Linked DNA regions of Sus scrofa: region 1 is linked to region 2. A link is a contact called in public Hi-C data. All regions are on one chromosome and are shown on one strand. Each heading gives the region's core, a stretch centred on a gene start, on an enhancer-like site or on the middle of the called end of the contact. The rest is flanking DNA. Distances are from core to core; before and after follow the strand shown. Region 1 overlaps TMEM30A (cell cycle control protein 50A). Region 2 holds the start of TMEM30A (cell cycle control protein 50A).

Evidence for each region. Hi-C and Micro-C count contacts between places; a contact is called where the count stands out from the background.
Region 1: a Hi-C map of alveolar macrophages shows a contact between it and region 2, with 1.6 times the contacts expected there. The contact joins the enhancer-like site here to the promoter of TMEM30A in region 2. A contact is called at or near these places in 10 of 47 Hi-C or Micro-C datasets (alveolar macrophages, blood, embryonic fibroblasts and 5 more) and 1 of 2 datasets of contacts at active chromatin or transcription factors (alveolar macrophages).

Annotation. Positions count from the first base shown.
Region 1 is chr1:90,670,841-90,676,038 of Sscrofa11.1, forward strand. It overlaps TMEM30A (cell cycle control protein 50A), which reads left to right. Exons shown (of 7, transcript XM_021092349.1): 2 at 1,000-1,107; 3 at 4,257-4,364. Among named protein-coding and RNA genes, the nearest start is that of COX7A2, 23 kb to the right of the region's middle. Within about 2 kb of position 2,156, at least 1 of the 83 cell types and tissues checked has an H3K27ac peak or open chromatin away from gene starts, as enhancers often do. A contact at or near this core is called in alveolar macrophages, where this site is marked.
Region 2 is chr1:90,635,536-90,640,768 of Sscrofa11.1, forward strand. TMEM30A (cell cycle control protein 50A) reads left to right here and starts at 3,736. Exons shown (of 7, transcript XM_021092349.1): 1 at 3,736-5,233. It overlaps FILIP1 (filamin-A-interacting protein 1), which reads left to right. Exons shown (of 7, transcript XM_021092328.1): 7 at 1-5,233.

The DNA.
Region 1 (5,198 bases), core at 906-3,405, 34 kb after region 2:
AACCTAGCCAGAACACAGATTGGGACTTTAACCCTTGTGCCAGAACTCGAACCCAGCCTAAAACCAGATTGGGACTTAAACCTGAGGTTTTAAATTAGAATCACTCACCCTGTGTCTGGACTCACTAAGGTTCAGGTTCTTCATGTCTCCATGCAGAAGGAATTCAGTGAGAGACAAAGTGATAGGGAAGAAATATATTTATTAAGATAGGACACTTGTGAGAGATGCAAGCAGCAGGCAGGCGAGGAAGCCCTGCCTTGAGGATCTGGTGGGCTACAGTTTATCATCCAAGGTGAGTGGGCGTTGGAAAAGCCCGCCTCTTCCTTTCTGGGAGTACTAGCTCCTCCTTGGTATCTGGTAAGGTATGTATTCAAATGAACAGAAAGGTGGTCCTCAAACTCCTGCCCTTGGTCTGAATCTGAATGCAGGCCTCATCCCAACTCCCACTCAATAACCTGAGGCAGTTCTCAAGGCTCCACTAATGAAGCTAGCCTGCCTCGTACTGATGATGGTTTTCTTGAGCAATTTATTAACTTGCAGTGATCTCTCAATGTCCCCTGTTTCCCTCTTTAAATATGGTCTTTTATCCAGACTTCTACAACTACCTGTGTCTACTCTATCTCTGTCACCTTGAGAAACCAGATGGTTTTTTTTATTTGAAAGTGTACCATGGAAAGCTGAGATGACAGAAAAGTTGTTTAAACTTTATAGCTATTTAAATCTATACATCATGCAGTTTGAACTTTATATTTTTGATTTTATAAATGCATAATTGTATTTCTTTTGGTAAAAAGGAGCGAGGATTTGACTTGGAGAGATGAGCCAATAGGATAGCATAGAACTCTTTCTAGTTTTTACTCCCTCACACTGGCAAAATGAACAGATGACCTTATAAAAGTTTTTTCTGGGCTGTAGATGCTCCATAGGACTCATCGCTCTGATAGCAAGCGTATACGCTTTCTCCAAGGACATGTACTTAAGTTATGTTTCCTCTTGCAGATTGATTACACCGGAACAGAGCCTTCCAGCCCTTGCAATAAATGTTTGTCTCCAAATGTGACATCTTGCATTTGTACCATTAACTTCACATTGGAACAATCATTCGAGGTCTGTATTCCCAAAGAATGTCCTGGAAAAGCTATGCTTTAAAAAATATTGATATTATATTAACTTTTTTTTACTAGTTATTTCTGTCAAGATGTTGCTTTAATTTATTGGGCATCTATATCCCCGTGAGGAAGATTGATTTGTTTGGCTGTTACATTATGATGTCTGATAATTAAGTACATTTATTTTAAATAATTTATTGTAGCTGGTACTTTGTAAACTAAATTTAAGACCTATTTTATTCTTTTTCTGGAGTATTTTATAACTGAACAAATCGCTTTTGTATCTGGTTAGTATTGACATCTACTTGTATTTAAAAAATTTTTACTCAGGGATTCCTGTTGTGGCTCAGCGGTAAGGACCTGACGTAGTCTTCATGAGGATTCAGGTTCAATCCCTGGCCTTGTTCAGTGGGTTAAGGATCCAGCCTTGCCATAAGCTGTGGTGTGGGTTGCAGATGTGTCTTAGATCCAGTGTTGTGGCTGTGGTGTAGGCCTGCAGCTGCAGCTCTGATTTGATACCTAGCCTGGAAATTTCCATATGCCTCAAGTGCAGCCATTTAAAAAAAAAAAGATTGCTCAATCTGTTTTGCCTAGTTTTAATGCTAAAAGTTTTACTTTAGAAAATAAATACTAATTTACCCATTATTTAATTGTATTACTTTTCATCAGATGTGATATATTACCATGAATGCAAACATTTAGTAAACCTTTGATAAGCAAAGTTAGAACACTGTGTGGGTGTGTGGGTGGGTGTGTGGTCTGTGTGTCTTGCATTTATATTTGTCTGTCGTTCTTGGAATTTGAGAAGATGCTGAAGGACACAAAGATTGAGAATAGGCATGGCAAGACCAGTTTATGCTTTCCTTAACCTGAAATTGAGCTTTAAAGAATTATTGTTTTATTCTTCAGGGAATGAAACTGCTTTAATACATGTACCTTTTAAAATTTTTCTGCACTTTAAATTTTCTGAAAGTCATGCCTTCTGAAATCTCTAGTAAATGGTTGCCCTCTGGTGGTTACAGATGCTCTTGCACTAAGGTAATGGCTGGTAATGCTCCCTTTTTTTCTTTTTTGTCTTTTTCTAGGGCCACACCCACTGCATATGGAGGTTCCCAGGCTAGGTAGGGGTCTAATTGGAGCTGTAGCCACTGGCCTATGCCAGGGCCACAGCAACACAGGATCAGAGCCATGTCTGCAACCTACACCATAGCTTATGGCAACGCCGGATCCTTAACCCACTGAGCGAGGCTAGGGATCGAACCTGCAACCTCATGGTTCCCATTCGGGTTCGTTAACCACTGAGCCACAGCGGAAAGATCGGTAATGCTCCCTTTTTAAAAAATAGGAAAATAAGTTAGGGTTAAGACAGGAATTTAATTAATTTTATTTTGTTTTGGCAGAAATAACCTATAAATTTATTTTCTCATGTGACAGACAAACTGTAAAGATGCATTAGGTTTCTACTTGATTAGAGGCATGGAAGAGACTAGTAATGAATTTAGAAACTTTAGTTTTTTTTTTTGGTCTTTTTATCTTTTGTCTTTTCTAGGGCTGCACCCATGGCATATGGAGGTTCCTAGGCTAGGGGTCTAACTGGAGCTGTAGCCACTAGCCTATGCCAGAGCCACAGCATCGCAGGATCCAAGTCACATCTGTGACCTACACCACAGCTCACGGCAATGCTGGATCCTTAACCCAGTGAGCAAGACCAGGGATTGAACCTGAAACCTCATGGTTCCTAGTCAGATTCGTTAACCACTGAGCCACAGTGGGAACTCCTAGAAACTTTACCATTTCCTCCCACATTCAAAAATGGTTTAATATTTCAGAACTTTCCTTCTGCAGAGGTGATCATCCTCAGATTCATTCTTTTGTGGGCTCTGTGTTCCTTCACAAGCCCAAACTTTGAATTGGAGAAGAAAAATCAGAGAAGAAAAGGCGAACCAACTGATAAATAAATAAAAGCTTTCTGTGTAAATGTTTTCTTTATACAGAACGAGAAAATTTGCATATTTTGACATTTGAAAATCACAGGGTTTGTTTGTTTAGTTTGCTTTTTTAGGGCCATACCTGAGGTATGCGAAAGTTTTCAGGCTAGGGGTTGAATTGAAGCTGCAGCTCCTGGCCTACACCACAGCCACAGCAATGCAGTATCTAAGTGGCTTATGCCACCTACAGCCCCAGCTCATGGCAACTCTGGATCCTTAACCCACTGATCAAGCCTAGGGATCAAACCCATATCCTCATGGATACTAGTCAGGTTCTTTATCACTAAGCCACGATGGGAACTCCAGCAAATGATGTTTTAAATAAACGATGATGTATATGAAAATAGCACATCAAATAAAGCATACTTAAAATGTTGCTGGATTCCTTTTTTTTTTTTTTTTTCTGAATTCCTTTTAATTGAGGATAAGATTATAGCAATAGAGGTAGCAACCAGAAAAGAGAAAATAGCTAATGTTTTTACCACCTCTAAAAATTTTTATCATTCAAGATGACTTCATAGCATCTCCTAAATAATTGTGGTGTATATAGGTTATCCTTCTTTCCTAGGCTGTTTTCAAGTTGCTGACACTGAATACATTAAAGTAATTTTCTTGAATATTATAAAGTGATTCATTATATTTGATACTTTACTACGTATTACTTTTTTCCTTGCTAATGTTATATAGTATCCTACTGAGAAATTTATCATGTCTCAATTCAAATTCAGAATTTATTGGGCAATAAATGAAAGTTTGACTATCATCCCTTTGAAAAGTTGATTTTAATTGGGTGAAGACCATTCTGAATTACAGAAGATTTTAAATTGAAAGTAGATCAGATTAGGTTAACTGATTCTTTGAGAGGTTTTTTGTTTGTTTGCTTTTCTTTAATAGAGTTGAGGTTTTCAGGGTATTTTCAGAGTTTATTCCTAGATTTTTGTAACATTCCTACTTTAACCTTATTTACAATTTGTACAATTTTAGATTGCTAAATACTAGTAGAAATCATCCCAGTTCTAGTAGAAATCACCCCAGTTCCTGTTTTAAGTTATAACAGATTTTAAACTAGTAAAACCCAAATTACATAGCTTTTATGAATGCATGAGTCAACTTCACACTTAATAGTTTTATGTGAATGTAACCCTTTCTGTTTCTCTAGGGCAATGTGTTTATGTACTATGGACTGTCTAATTTCTATCAAAACCATCGTCGTTATGTGAAATCTCGAGATGATAGTCAACTAAATGGAGATCATGGTGCTTTACTTGTAAGTGAAATAATGGAATATGAAGCTGTGGTATCTATGAAATAAGAGCATGTGGTAATTGTTCCATTAGAAATGTTAAATCCAATAACGTTAGGTGAAATTAAAGTGTTGTTTGTCATTTATAGTTTGTTTAGTGTGGGCTTTTAGGTAAAAAAAAAAAATCCCCCCTCCCCTGGAATTTGCACAGGTTAATGATTTCTTACAGCCAGAGGACATACTACTTCCTGCTTGTTTCTTCCAGTACCACTGGGATTTTTGCTTTTTTAATCTGTTTGTAGTGGAATTTTGATGAGTCTAGAGCATTCTGGGAATATAATTTGTTTTTCTTGGGTTTATTCATTGTTACTACACTGGGTAGGAATATACAAATAAGCTGCCTTTTTTTTTTTTTTTTTAAGGGCCACACCATGGCACATGGAGGTTCCCAAGCTAGGGGTCTAATCGGAGCTACAGCTGCTAGCCTACACCACAGCCACAACAATGCCAGATCTGAGCCACATCTGCAACCTACACACTGCAGTTCGCAGCAACGCTGGATCCCTAACCCACTGAGCAAGGCCAGGGATTGAACCCACGTCCTCATGGATACTAGTCAGGTTCATTACCACTGACCCACAATGGGAACTCTATAAATAAACTACTTTTAATTTCTGAGATTGTGTTTTAGAATTGAACATGGATGGTCTTTGTTTTTTACCTTGTGGGAAGCCTGAGTAGTGAAGTCCAAAGGGTGGGTTACTGAACAGTTGTCTGATGAGCTTTTTGAAAGTAGAGATTTCCAGAAATCTCCTGAGTCTCATATGCCAGTGTCTGCAGGGGCAGAGCTCTAAAATA
Region 2 (5,233 bases), core at 2,486-4,985:
GATGAACTGTTTTTCATATGGAATAAATTAATAGGAGGAGCTGTATATGTTTAACCAGTAAGCATTGTAGGAACAGCTTCTATTGACAGTTCAATTATATTTCTGTTTGCGTTATTTACTTTATGTACAGGACCTATAATAAGGATTGTGACATCAGGATATTTTTTTCACAATCTACCCAAATGAAAGCCTGAAAATAAAAACTGATCTAGATAATATCAGCATCTTTTTTGAAAAAATGATAAGAGAGATCTCAAGATAGATAGTTTTTTTTTTTTTCTTTGTAGCTAGAGTTTGGACAGGTTTTTATAACCACATGTAGGTTAGAGAATACATTTGGATTCAAAGCACAACATGCATTACTCAAATCTCAGTGTCAGATCTGCTGTTAAATTTAGGTTTGTGTTAAAATGTACATTTAAAATCTACTTGAAATCCTAATAGTATAGGTTGTCTTTTTTTAATAGACTTTGTTAATGTGGACCTTCTTTCAGTAAGATTTTTTTTTTTTTTTTTTTGGCCACACCTGTAGCATTCAGAAGTTCCCAGGTCAGGGGTCAAACCTGAGCCATGGCAGTGACCCAAGCTACAGAAGTGACCATTCTGGGTCCTCACCCTGCTGAGCCACCAGGGAACTCCTCGATACAGTCTTTAAAAGATAATTTTAAAGATAAATGAAGAGTTGACACATCAATTTCTAGATGCAGAAATCGTGTATCATGTTAACTTTACTGAGATAAAAGAAAGAATGCTCCAAATTTCACAAAGATAACTAGAAAGCACACAGATAATTAAAACAACACTGTTGGCCCTCTTCTTTAGTCCACAGGTTGTACCCGGGCTCCTAAGGCCATAGAGGAGAGGTCCACACTGAATCTCTGGCACAGAAAAATTAATGTTGGATTCCCTTCCCTATGTAACTCGGGAAGGTTTTAAGGTATACCTCGTGGAATTAGCAAATCATATTCAGTAGCTATTATAAATTAAATCACTTTATGTAAAAGTTGCTTTTTGTAAGTAACAGAAATACTACCGTAGGCTTATCCTAGCATGAATGATTATGAACACATCCCAGAACCTTCAGGGCTTCATTACTGATTAAGAAAACTAGAGTGTGTATGTGTAAAGATTTTAAAATTTTTCATTCTGGGTTTTGATTTTGGAAATGCTTCTTAATGGTTATGACAGTTTCAATTAGAAAAGGGTTTTCTTTCGCATGGTTGTACTTTTTGATTCACAGTTAATTTCCCTATTTGCCAATGCTTATACTTCTAATGGCAAAAATATTCAGGTACATCACAAACTAGCATTTGAAGAAAATACATTTCTTACCTTGTGGAAATTTTATTACACTAATAACAAGGCTAGAAGATACAACTTTACATACTTCTTGACTTTAATTTAAAATATTATAAATGATTTATGTATATTTGAATCTAAAGTTTTTATTTCTCCTGAATTTATAATGCCAAACAGAGTGAGGTCGATGGTGTAATCAGAATCATTTAGACGGAGGCTGAGTTTTTTTCTGCCCATGCCATGATCAAGTCCTCTGTTTAAACCCAAATGGCATCTGAGTGACAGAGGAGTAAAATTAAGCTAAGTTAATCAGATGTTAGTTGTCTTGAAATAAAATGAGGATGTTAAAAATTAATAGAAAATTAGAAATACCAATAGATCATAAATGGCCATGTCCCAATATCAACATCCAGTGGGAAAAAATTGCCCCCACATGCAATCCTGGCACCATCCTAGGCTCACATAATTTCTGTATCTTTTATTGCAAGTAAATCTCCAATCATCAATATGAATGAGAATCAGTTTTTGAATGGAATAACTATCTTTTCTGAAATATAGTCGTAATCAGTGTTTGCTGGTGAAGGTACAATAATTGAACTAATCCATTATTTTACCTTTTTTTTTTTTTTAAGAGAGTGTTCATTGAGGTATTTTATGCAAAGATTTTTTTCAAGTATTTTATAAAATATTAGAGTTTGATGAAGATCGTGGTAGAGTAAAAATTCCAGATATTAGATGCCTGGAATGTTCACAAAATGTGAAGAAATAATTCTATCTTAAGACAACCGTTTGAGAAAAATTCATGGTATGGAATATCTACCTTAAACATCAATAGAGACACCAATCCTACTGAAATAATTCATGGCTTCTAAAAATCAGTGACAAGCAAGAGTAAATGGCGTATCACACAATGCAATTAATATGTTTCTGTCTTTTCTCTTTAAACTGTGGTTGAATTTTCATGGAAATAAATAAAAAACATAGCAAAAGTAGGGTGTGTTCATGAATCTAATGAGCAACAATTCTAAAAATAATAAAAATGCAAGATGTGAAGTTTAAAAAAAAACACATATCTGGCACTTGAAGCCTATTTTCGCTCACGCCCCAGTGCTATGCCTCTGCTAAAAATACTAGTCAGAAGGCAAAGAGGGAAAACAACAAAAATTATCATAAATCCCTAAAAATTGGGAGTGTTTGTGGAATTAATTTTGCTCAGTGACTACTAAAATTTTATGTTCTTAAATTTTTAGCATTTATTCCATAATTTTATGATGAAAACTGTGTTTGTTACTTGGGGAAAATTCTGTAGATTCATGAATTTGGACAGAAATGTTTATAGGTGCCATGTCATGATTCATTTATTTTCTGGTGTTGTTTTCTTTGTATTTGTTTATGTTATTCAGGAAATTTGACTTCATCATTCACAGATTTTGTTACTTTACCAGTTTCGATTTGTATTTATTTGGACTTAGCTTTTAAAATATCAAATGTTAGGAGTTCCCTTTGTGTTGCAGTGGAAATGAATCTGACCAGGAACCAAGAGGTTGAAGGTTTGATTCCTGGCCTTGCTCAGTAGGTTAAGGATCCAGCATTGCCATGAGCTGTGGTGTAGATCACAGATGCAGCTTGGATGCTGCGTTGCTGTGGTGTATGCCGGCAGCTGTAGCTCCAATTGGACCCCTAGCCTGGGAACCTCCATATGCCACAAATGCAGCCCGAAAAAGCAAAAAAAAAAAAAAAGTTAGCTTCCTATAAGAGGCTTCCAATGTGATCAGATACTCTTAGAAGTCTTGCAGGTCTACTGTATTTTCAAAAGCAAGAGATCACACTGAAAAATTTGGGAGCTTCATTTTACTTTCACAGCATTCTCAATTTTGGCTTCTTTAAGTTGTATTAAATCCATGAGAAGTTTATTATTTTTCACCACAGCTGAGTGAATTTATGGATATGTACTTGTCTTTTATATGAATGTAACATCCTACTTTTAGTTCTTCACAGGGTATTGAAATTATTTAATCAATCAGGACATTCTCAGATTCCCATCATGACTCAGTGGTTAACGAATCCAACTAGGAACCATAAGGTTGCAGGTTCGATCCCAGGTGTTGCTCAGTGGGTTAAGGATCCGGTGTTGATGTGAGCTGTGGTGTAGGTCGCGATGCTGCTTGGATCTGGCATTGGTGTGGCTGTGGCGTGGGCCGGTGGCTACAGCTCCCATTAGACCTCTAGCCTGGGAACCTCCATATGCCTCAGGTGTGGCCTAGAAAAGACAAAAAAAAAAAAAATTAAGATTTTCTCTGTGTTATTTCCAAAGTCAGTGTTGTTGATCAAAATCCCACCAGGTGAGAAAAATAACAATTGTGACATGAAAGCATTGTGCAATATTCTTTTTTCAGTTGGAACATAATATTCATCAAATTAAAATCATTTAAAATGAGTATTTGATCTTCTTTTAAATTGTTTGCTTTAAAATAGCCATGTCTGGGAGTTCCTGCCATGGCTCAGCAGAAACGAATCCAACTAGTATCCATGAAGATATGGGTTCAATCTCTGGCCTCGCTCAGTGGGTTAAGGATCCGGTGTTGCCTTAAGCTCTTGGTGCATGTGGACCGCGCTCGGATCCTACGTTGCTATGGTTGTGGCGTAGGCTGGCAGCTGTAGCTCCAGTTGGACCCCTAACCTGGGAACCTCCATATGCCTCAGATATGGCCCTAAAAAGCAAAAAATAAAAATAAGATAGTTATGTCTGGGAATTCCTGCTGTGGCACGATGGGTTAAGGATCCAGCATTGTGCCAGGTGCGGCAAAAAGAGTCACTTCATTTCATATTTTCTTTAAACGTGGTGTTTTTCACTGTGACTAAGTAGAGGTGGTTCAGCAGATCTACCAAAATAAGAGGCACAATTCCTCAGAGTTACATCATAGTTTGAGTCCTTAGTGAGATGGAAACTGCAAGACACCAAGAGATGGAACTTGCTACAGAATTTCTTTTGCCCCTCCGCTCTTTAAATACATTGTCCATCAACATTCAGATATTTCCCACTGCATTCTGGTGTCATTCTAATGGTAGGTTACTCAGTAAAGGAAATACTGCTGAGGTTTTGCCAGCAGTCCGCCGCGGAGCTGCAGGTAATGGTTGTTAGGTAATGGTTTCAGCAAAGTGGGGGTGGGTTGATGGTGGAGTTGTGCTCTGGCTGCTTTTGTCTATCAGCCCTCTGCCAGGAATGGTGGTCCATAGGCATAGCCAGTCATAAATTATCTTTGCATTATTTGGGACAAATGAATGAGTTTTTCCTATTTATTATTTAAAGATACAAATATCAAAAAAGCAGGCAAGGCAGAGGTCTAAAAAAAGATGCCTTCCACTGGAGAGCTGCAGACATTAGAGATCTTGCCCACAGGGTGGCGCTGTGGCCTCTCTTCTTGGAGGAGCATATAGGTAAGTGCTCCATTCGTGGCTCATAGGTAACCAGCCGGCTAGGATCCCTGAGGATGCTGTGAGCTGTGGTGTAGGTTGCAGAAGTGACTCGGATCTGGCATGGTCTTGGCTGTGGCTGTGGATTTGACCCTAGCCTGGGAACTTCAGTACGCCACAGGTGCAGCCTTTAAAAAAAAAAAAAAAAAAAAAAAAAAGGGCACCAGCCCGTCCAAAATGCTGTTTATTCCGTCATTTCATGACTTCCCAGGAGAAGGGGGGTGGGGTTCTCAGGATTTCCACAATATTTGGCTCAAATGGATTTACTCCTGTTGAGCCCTGGCCTGGAGTCACTTTTGATGAGAACTGGTTTTTCTCATGGGTAGAGAAACTGGAGTAACTTTCTTGGGCCCCAAGTTTGTAGGTAATAGGGCACACTGCCCCCTATTCCTTTCTTTTTTGAATGTCACTAAAATCTACTTTTGAAATTTGTATTCACTGAATCCCAAGGAACCCATGA